Regions from separate parts of the Arachis hypogaea genome. Here region 2 is linked to region 1. A link is a contact called in public Hi-C data. All regions are on one chromosome and are shown on one strand. The core of a region is the stretch at or near the end of the contact, and the rest is flanking DNA. Distances in the headings are between cores, read along the strand shown.

The links. A called contact is a pair of places that touch in the nucleus more often than the background predicts.
Region 2: a contact with region 1 is called in a Hi-C map of leaf, with 1.7 times the contacts expected there. The contact joins the promoter of LOC112707387 here to the enhancer-like site in region 1. A contact is called at or near these places in 3 of 8 Hi-C or Micro-C datasets (all in leaf).

What each region holds. Positions count from the first base shown.
Region 1 is chr1:106,095,322-106,100,488 of arahy.Tifrunner.gnm2.J5K5, forward strand. No RefSeq gene overlaps it. Among protein-coding and RNA genes, the nearest start is that of LOC112707363, 17 kb to the left of the region's middle. Within about 2 kb of position 2,835, at least 3 of the 3 cell types and tissues checked have open chromatin away from gene starts, as enhancers often do.
Region 2 is chr1:106,134,874-106,140,040 of arahy.Tifrunner.gnm2.J5K5, forward strand. LOC112707387 (squamosa promoter-binding-like protein 1) reads left to right here and starts at 2,065. Exons shown (of 10, transcript XM_025759105.3): 1 at 2,065-3,091; 2 at 3,324-3,508; 3 at 4,208-4,857; 4 at 4,977-5,051; 5 at 5,143-5,167. The coding sequence starts at 2,466.

The DNA of each region.
Region 1 (5,167 bases), core at 1,585-4,084:
TCAACTAGTAACTGAACTAAACTCCATTGTTAATACAATGCATATGAAAATAATCCCGACAACTTTGTACATGTTAACACCACTACTAAAATATTCATATTCTTGTATCTAACAATCTTAATCTCCAGCTTTGCAATCTTTTCTTCTATCTTTTTTTATTGAGTCTACAATTTCATATTTTGTGGACATTTCATCAACACCAAAGAAAACAACATACTCATCCAGCCACGCAAAGTATTTACAATGAGATATTAAAAAGATTAAAATGTACGTTATTTTTCAAGTAAAAAGTTAGGGACCGAAAAAAATATTTACTCTAATATTAAATATTATTGCTCACTAAATTTCATTTTATTTTTAATTAAAAAACAAATATTCATATAAAACACTTTTTTTTTCATTTAATACATGCAATTACATGCACGGTTTCTAGGCGAGAGAAGGGACAAATGCTATAAAAAGGAAGCATCGTTGAGTGTGCTGGACAAAATGCTGTACATAATTACATATGAATGCATTACATATAGCATCTCAATTCTCATCAAATATTTGGTCCCCTTCACATCTCATTCAGTCTAAAACTCAAGATTTCTAGTAATTATTAATTACTATTTTAAATGAACTCTGTAATACTATTAGATAAAACCAATAGTATGGCTAATGCTAATAATATGTTGACTTTGGTGCCAAGAAAATTTAAAATAAAAATTATTTGACAATAAAAGAGGATTTTGTTATCATACGTGAGTATTGGATAAACATATCATAAAAAAATGTTTTAATATTATTTATTGTAAAAATAATTTTTTTATATTTTTAATATATTAAATATATCAAAAGCATTAAAATATTATCTTTTATGATATACTTAATTAATAAGGCAAATCACAATAATAAACCAAAAGCAGCAAAATTTTACACAAATCCGCCAAATCAAAATCTACTTAGTGAATCCATCAATGCACATTTATATGTAGTTCGAACGACCCTGATTCGAACTCTATTTCTATATAATTCGAACCAGCTTGGTTCGAATTATACACAAATACATGCACATACTAATTCGAACCAGCTTGGTTCGAATTATACACAAACACACGCACACACTAATTCGAACCAACTGGTTCGAATTATACACTTATTAAAAAATTAATAATTTAAAAATAAAAAATATATATTTTATTTTATACATTAAAAAAAAGCTAACGAAATATTTAATTACGAGACTTCTTTAAAATATTAATGAGCTATCAATTCGAATTCCATACTTTACTCTTTTGTCCATTTTTAATAGCTCATGAATATTTTTTACTAAAATTTTTTAATAAATATTTTTAAATTATACTACAAAAAATATTTGATCCTATGCAAAACAATTTAAAAAAAATTGTTTAAAAAATGTTAGGAGTACTATAAAAATTTGTAATATTCTAATAACTTAGGTAAATACATGTATGTACTCAAATTTTAAATAAAATACTCTACATAGTCAATAATATTTTAGAAATGAAAGAAAATATTTTATTCCATATAAAACAATTAAAAAATATTTTATTCTATACAAAATAATTTTTAAAAAATGGCTTAAAAGATGTTATGAGTACTATAAAAGTTTGTAATATTCTAGTGATTTAGGTAAATACATGATAAAAATATTTTTTCTTTAATTTCTAAATTATTATTGACTATGTAGAATATTTCTTTAATGTCCTAAATCATTAGGATATTTTTTCTGAAACATGAAGTTGGGTTTTAAGGGACAGGGAATGGTTTGTTTTGCACATCTTGAAAAAATGTTACTGTTGAGATTGGTTTATAGCAATTTCTAATAGGTAATTTGGCATTAATTGAGTGAATTTTGTCTAATTAAGTAATTATCGATGTTGGTGATTGTCTATTGAATATGAATATAGTATTTTATGCCATGATTTCTTTTAGTTATAAATTTTGATGTTTGAATTTGAATATAGAATTTTAATGATGAAATGAGATATAGTTCAGTTAGTGGATGGGTTATGAAATTTTAAAATTTATTATTATATGAATGATTGAATTTAAATTTTAAAAGATTTATATTATATTTTTAATAATTTTATTTTATATTTAACAAAACTGGTTCTATTACGATTCGACTACGGTTAGATCACTGAACTATTGAACCAGTTATTTAACCGATTCAATAATTGGTTCGATTCTTATAATCTTGTTCGCTACAATTTAATAATTGATAATAGATATTCCTAAAAAGATTAGAGAATGTGATATAAAGTGAGAAAAGAGAAATGAGAATGAAATTTTAATAAAAATATTAGTATTTTAAACTTTTTTTTAGTCCCATTATATGAAGTAATGAATAACGCAATTTTATGACCCGAATCAAAAGTGAAAAGAATATCAATGTACTTGAGCATGTCCTCCTAGTTCCTTCAATTTTTTTAAATTAAACTTGTAAATAATAATAAAGTGACTAATAATAAGTCATTTAATTCCATAATTTTTTACTTTTAGTTCCATTATCAATTTTTATCTTTTTTGTCGTCTCTTATTCTTAATTTATAAATTTTTTTATTTTTTTGGGATCTTTTTTGTTGTTCATAGCAAGATTCGAATTCTCGATATTTTTTTAAACGGAAAAGTAAATTAACCACTCGATCAATCTAAGTTGGTTTATTTTTTTTGTACATTTGAATGGGCTGATATTTTTGGACTTAAGTACAATCTAATACTAGATATTTCATATTTCCAACCTTTTAGTTTTCATTAAAGGGACCGACTCATAGAGTTGAGTCTTCATTATATTGGACCTAAATTACAATATCACTTTGGGTTTCTTTTTCTTTTTGGTAATTACTTTGGGCGAGTTGTAGAATTTGAAAACAATTTGGGCTTAGGCCCTGATTCACCCAAGGAAAGAAGAAAAAACTGAAAACTTGTCCAAGAAAAAACTGAAAAAAAAAAATCAGAAAACCATTGAGGTGTGAAGAGTTTGTAATATAATAGGACAATCCTATAATAAAAAAGTTTGTGTGTGGAGAAAATGAAAAGAAATGTATAATTTATTTTAAAATGACACATTCTCTTAAATAAGTTTTAATTATTTATTAAAGAAAAATTTTATCTCTTTACTATTTTTTCTCTTTATCATAATATGCACCATCGTGTTTCAAAACAATTTAACACAAGTAGTTGTTGCTCCGATCAGTTAAGCGTCATATCTTAAATTCAATTTTTCGAAAATAACATGTATTCTCTAAGGTTTCTGGCCAACCCCCTATCCACCTTTTCTAACATATTGAATTATGTTGTGGTTGAGATCTTAACTTTAATTACAATGTAATTCTCACCATAAAGCAAATTTCAATTTGTTCCACGTGAAGACACTGCTATAATTATTAATATTTAATATATTAATAGGTACTAATATATCTATTGATATATATCTTTATAAATTCAATGTAGAAAATAATAATAAAGAGTTTAATTTTGTATATCGACAATATAATCGTATAATTATATTTGTTTTTTTTTATGACCATTCATGTAATTAATGTGAAAGATAATCAGCAGCAGAACTAAATAAAATATTAGAGGGTGACAAAAAATATTTACACAATAAAATAAGATTAAAATAAAATTTTAAGGAGAACTAAACTAAAATTTACATGTAAAAATTAAAATTAGGGGGCAATTTCCTCCTTTTTTCTATGTAGCTCTGCCGCTGAAGATAATTATTTTTGTTTATGTAGCGTTAATGTTATATCAAAAATAATATTTTCGATAAAGATAGTATCGAACTCTTTCAATAAAATAATTAATAGAATACAAGTACATAAAAATTAAAATATTATTTTTATACATTTAAATATTCAAAAGACACAAAAACAAATTTTTTTAATAACACTTTAACAACTCATAAAAGTTAACAAAAAAAATAATTATAGATCAAAATAATAAACAAGATATAAAATTGTGATAATGGTACTTGGTGATAATTAAAGAAAAGATGGGAGAAGAAAAAGAAAATAAAAAAAAGAACAAAACAATATAACAATTGCGATAAAACAATGACAGACATGTGTATAGAAAATAATAGTAAGAAAAAATAATAGTGTGTAATACAATAAAAAATATAATAAAGTATAAATTAATAATTTAAAAAAACATAAAAATAATTTAATAAATTGAATATAAAATTTAGAATTATACATAAAATTAAAGAATATTTTGAATATATATAATGTTTTATCTTTACTTTAAATTAAACACTATTAAAAAAATAAATAAATAAACTTATATAATATTTATAAATAATTACTTTATAAATATTTATCTTAATTTTATTATATATTATAATAATATAATAAATTTTTTAAAATTATCTTATTTAATTGAAAATAATAAATTTTATACGGTTAAAATTTAAATAATTTTTATATTTATTTTTAAATATTTTTCATTCTTAATTTTTAAATTATTTTATAAAATTTATAATTTTAAAAATAAAAATATAAAAATTAATTTTTTAAAAACAACAGAAAAACAACTTAACAGGCACTATCATATCTGTATCTGTTGAACTGCTAGTATATATAATCATGCTATGTAATTACAATAAACATGTAAATATTCTTAAAATTAAAATTATATTTTTTTATATTTAGATAATATTTTTAAATAATATTTAAAAAAAAAATTATTTAACAACAAAATAATATTACTTTAATTTTAGTAATATTTTTTAAAATATTATAATCACCATAATTATTATAACATATATATATATATATATATGAATTTATTGTACTTAGCTCTATATAACTAACTTAAACACATATAATAGTTTTATTATTCACTACAAGAAAAGGTAAGTACCGTCGAATTTATCGAAAAAATAAATATAATCCAACGGTAATTAAGTTACTATTAGATTTTTTATCGAAAAAATCAGACGATATAAATTTTGTCGGTAAATAAAAACAATATAATATATTTTTTAAGAATCGATTGGAGTATTAATAACAGCCTCTTATTACTTGCGCAACTATAAAACAATCTTAATCCTCTCCTACTGTTATATGTTTTTTTTCTCTTGTTCTTTATTTTAATTTAACTTTTAAATTAAAATTTAGATTACTATTTTTATTCTTTCATGTTTAATATCTTTTTT
Region 2 (5,167 bases), core at 815-3,314, 39 kb after region 1:
TCTTTATTATTATTATTATTATTATTATTATTATTATTATTATTATTATTATATGTTGAATAAAAGATATATTAATAGTCACTTTTGACCCACATAAATTATAAAAGGGAGAAGGAAAATAAAAAAAAAAGAAACATAAGATGAAAAAGGCTATTGCCCATTGGCACTGGATCAGAGGATGATTTGATGAGTATCCCAATTTACATTTGAGTGTGTTCACACGCAAAAAAGGTCACAATCAAACCGTCAAGAGATCCCGCATGGTCATTTACAAAGGTTGATTTTGGTTTCGGAAAATTTGACAATGGTTCTAAACTTTGAATAGAACAACAGTGAGAGAGACATAAACTTGGTTGGTGGCAGAGAGAGAACAGAAGAGATTCCCTTCCCTTAAAAAAAGTAGTAGTAATATGATGACATTTTAAGGGCCGTGTTTGGCTACGAAGTAAAATGAAAATTTGAGGACTCAAGATATAGGAATATAGGAATATGACAGTGTGTTTTTGGTTCCAAGGAATACGACACTGTATTGCATAATGCATCATAAATTTTTTGCAATTTCATTTTTACTTTTAAATTAGAAATGGAATTAGAAAGAATAAAACAATGAGAATTTCTATATTATTCTTATATTCGGAATCACAGGTACCAAATAGTTCACTTCATATTTTATGAGATGATCAAAAGAGTCTAACCAAATTAAAGTAATAAGTCAAAATAAATACCTCTGCTTTTTTTGGTTAATTATTATGTCTCTTAAACAAGGAATTTTTAACATAAACATTATTTTTAATATTCGATTTCAGTTCAATTTTATTTTAGATATTATAAATGAGTTTAATTTTAATAGATTGACAATGTAAAACATATTACATAATCGTATAATTATATCGTTCTTTTGGATGATTATTTATGCAGTTAATATGAAAGGCAAGTATTTTTATATATGGCGTACATATTACTTTACACTGACGGTATATCAAAATTAATTTTTTATAAAATACTATATCTGTATTTATAAAATTATATATCATAAATAATAATGTGAGACTAAATACGATATTTATTATTTTAATATTTAATTTTAATTTCTTTTAAAATTTATACAAAATAATAAAATTTAATTAGTTCTCTCTAAAATAAAATTGTCTCTCTTAAATCGAAACAACCTCATTTCTTCAATCATTTTTTATACAAAATATAATTTAAATCTGCATACATTAAATTTAAAACTTCATTTCGAGGTAATACTTTTTAAATTTTTGACAAATTTTAAAAATAAAAAGATATTTTATCCTAAAAATATCATAAAAATATTTTACTAATTAAAAATGAGTAAAATAAAATATAAATATAAAAAAGAAATGAAATAAAAACTACATAATAGATTTATTATATAATATTATATAATAATATATTTTGTAATATTTGGAAAAGCATAAAAAGTTAACTATTAATTCAATATTCGAAAGATTCTGTCATTAACAAAAAGGTTTATGAAAGATGTTATTGACTTATCAACAAAACAATTTCTAAATGATTTGAAAATACGACAAAAAGAACCAATAAATATTATAATTTTTGAAAATATGATAAAAACTTTTATATTTAACAAACGACTTATTCATTAAGTCTAAATTTTTGTGGTAATATTTGAATAAATATTTAGAAAGTGCACAAAAAAAATTAAAACAAAATTTGATATCTAAGTTTTTTTTTCAAAAAAAATAATTATTCACAATAAATTCTTTTTAAAAAAAATTCACTTGACAAAAAAATTAAAATTTAAGAATAAAAAATTTTATTTTTTTAATTATGATTGCAAAAATTTATAATTAAATTAATTTTTAAAATTGTTTTTAAATATATATTTAATATTTAATATATATTTTTTTATCATGTTTCTAAAATTTGCAGAGGTTTATTTATTGTTAGTGTCCTTTAAAATTTTTTGTCATTTCAGATGCCATTTTAATAGTTTACTTAAGAATTAAAAAAAAATTGACTACAAGAAATTAGGGAGAAAAAAAAAAGAAAAAAGAAAAAAGAAAAAAGGGTTATAGTGTGCTACAGTAACTGTCCGTGTCTGAGAGCAGTCATCACAGCACAACAGAAACAGAAACCTCAATTTGATAATCGCAATAACGCATATCAGACTCTTTCCTAATCTTCTCCTAATTTTCCATCCTTGTCCCTTTTTTAAGCCCAGCACTTCCATCTTCCTTCTTTCTCACCCTTTTCTCTCTCCTCTTTTCTTCTCCCATGTAAAAAATTTTCATGCTCGAGTCAAAATGCTCAAACAAGTTCCAATTTTGATGTTCTAGGTTGTGACCCTTTTGTATTTTGTTCTTTCCTGATGTGGTTTCCGCAGGTGGGTGCTGGAATTGGGAATTTTTGTTTGTCTGTGACCCTTTGTTGCATCAATCATTGAACTGGGTATTGTTAATTTTCTTGGATTTTGATTTATGGAAGCCAGATTTGGGGGAAAGAATCAGTTTTTATATGGAGCTGTGGTTCCAGAAATGAAAGGTGTTGGGAAGAGGAGTTTGGAGTGGGATTTGAACGATTGGAGATGGGACGGTGATCTCTTCACTGCTCAACAACTCAATTCGGTTCCATCAGATTGTAGAAGCCGCCAATTTTTCCCACCAAATCCTGAGATTCATGCAAATAATAATGCTATTAATGCATCTAACAGTATCTCTTCTTCAATCAACCCTGTTGAAGAAGGGAAGAGAGAGTTGGAGAAGAAGAGAAGAGCTGTTGTAATAGGTGAAGGCGAAGAAAGGGAGGAGCTGAATGATGAAGGAGGAGGAGGAGGTGGTGGTGGTAGTTCTCTTAATTTGAATCTTGGAGCTCAGGTTTACCCAATCATGGTGGAAGGGGATGAGAAAAGTGGAAAGAAGACAAAGGTAGTAGAGACAGCTGCTACAACTTCTAACCGTGCAGTTTGTCAGGTACAAGATTGTAGGGTTGATCTTAGTGGTGCAAAGGATTACCACCGTCGACATAAAGTTTGTGATGTGCATTCTAAAGCTACTAAGGCCCTTGTGGGAAATGTTATGCAGCGGTTTTGTCAACAGTGTAGCAGGTTAGTTTGGTTGATCAATTCTTTCAGATTCAGATTTCAGATTTGTTACATGATCATCAAAATAATGAGTAGTCAGGTGTCTGTGCTGTGTCAAGTTTTTTAAGAACTTTAGTTGATTACTACTAAGTGGAAGTTGTTCAAAAGAACTTGTTTTGATTGAAAAAAAGGAAAATTTTCCAGGGCATTTACTTTAGTACTGAAGTTGGATGCCAACTTGCTAAATTAATGGCAGGTTTCATGCGCTTGAGGAGTTTGATGAAGGGAAGCGGAGTTGTCGTAGGCGTCTGGCAGGCCACAATAGGAGGAGGAGGAAAACGCATCCTGATGCAGCTGGAGTTAATGGAGGTTCTCTGAATGGTGAAAGGGGTAGTAGCTATCTGTTGATGAGTTTGTTACGGATACTGTCCAATATGCATTGTGAGTATTTGTGTCATCAAAAGTCTTTTCTGCTTGGAATGCCTTTGTATTTAGTTGTTTGGTTAGTGTTTCTGCTTGGAATGCCTTTGTATTTAGTTGTTTGGTTAGTGTGCTGTGAAACTGGATCAAGTTATGATCAAGCTAGTTACCTGTATTCCTTGAGTGTACTGGTAAAGTACTAAAATCTTATAAACAGTACCCGTATTTGAGGTTGTTGCTAGTAGAGATAGATAACATCCAGGGTTAAGATGTATGGCTTGATTGCATAGCGAAGGGAAGATAGTTTAGAATGTAGGAAAATTGTGTGGGCAAGGGGAGCTAGTCACTTGGTCTTTGACATCTCATCGAACCAGATTGAAATGATTCGCAACATGCAAGTATCTGATCAAAATGTATGATAGTGATTCGCTTTTGATGGTCTTTTCTAAGAGAGCCATACTTAGAGCCATAGTTCTCGTTATTTACTTGCCCGTGCCTCCTTCTGACTTTGGGCATACTCCTATTGCAAAGCTAGAAACCCGAGGCTTTATTCTGCTGAAACATTTCTTGAAAAAGAATGAAATTGCTTGTTTTTTTAGGTTCTAATATGTTATGTCTCTGCTGTTGAAACTTCATATTTATGCCTCGTCTTCCCTCATTCTGATGTGACCATTACCATATTTATTTGACCCCACAGATTGTGCTTTCTATAAATTGCAGCAAACGGGTCAGATAATACAAGGAACCAGGATATTCTCTCTCATCTACTGGGGAACCTGGCAAATCTGGCGGGTACACTTAATGAAAGAAGTATAGCCTCTTTGCTGGAGGGATCTCAAGGTTTGGTAAATTCTAGGACACCTGAAGCTGCGCTCAATGTGCCAAATCTTAATTCAAATGGTCCTGAAGCCTCAAGGCCTTCTGGTTCTCCCATCAAGACGGGTAATGGTGCCATCCGGCAGGATCCTCCAAGGTCTATGGTACAGTGTGAGGCAGCACCTTTGAATGCTGTCACAGAGAAATGCGTACCTTTAAGTCATGGTGCAGTGGCAAAGTTGAAACCTTCGGGAATCCAGCCCTCCTCAAATGTACTTCTATCGAGGGATAGCCAACCATCCCAGTTAATTGCAGCAGATACTAGCGTTGGAAGGGATCACTTAAATAACATCGACCTGAATAATGTATATGATGATACACAGGATTGTGCCGAGAATCCTAAGTCGTCTTCTGCTCCCGTGGGAGAGGTTAGGTCTCTTGATCATCCTTTGTGGTTGCAATGTAACTCTCTCAAATCAAGTCCACCGCAGACAAGTATAAACTCAGATTCAACCTCCACCCAGTCACCATCTAGTTCTAGTGGAGAAGCTCAGGTATGTTCTTTAGGTCTATATTTTAAGTTCATCTACTTATTCTTGGTGTTTAACTCCAGTTTTGATAGTTTTAGTATAATAGGATTCATACTTATTGACATTTTTTTTACCTCTTACAGTCTCGCACAGATCGAATAGTTTTCAAACTCTTTGGCAAGGATCCAAGTGATTTTCCCCATGTTCTCCGATCACAGGTACTTTCTGTTCATAAAATTGCTACAAACAATTTCACTGCACTGCTTCTTCATGCTGTGTTTAATTTATGGCATCCTTTTTGTTTTCAAGATCCTCAATTGGTTATCACACAGTC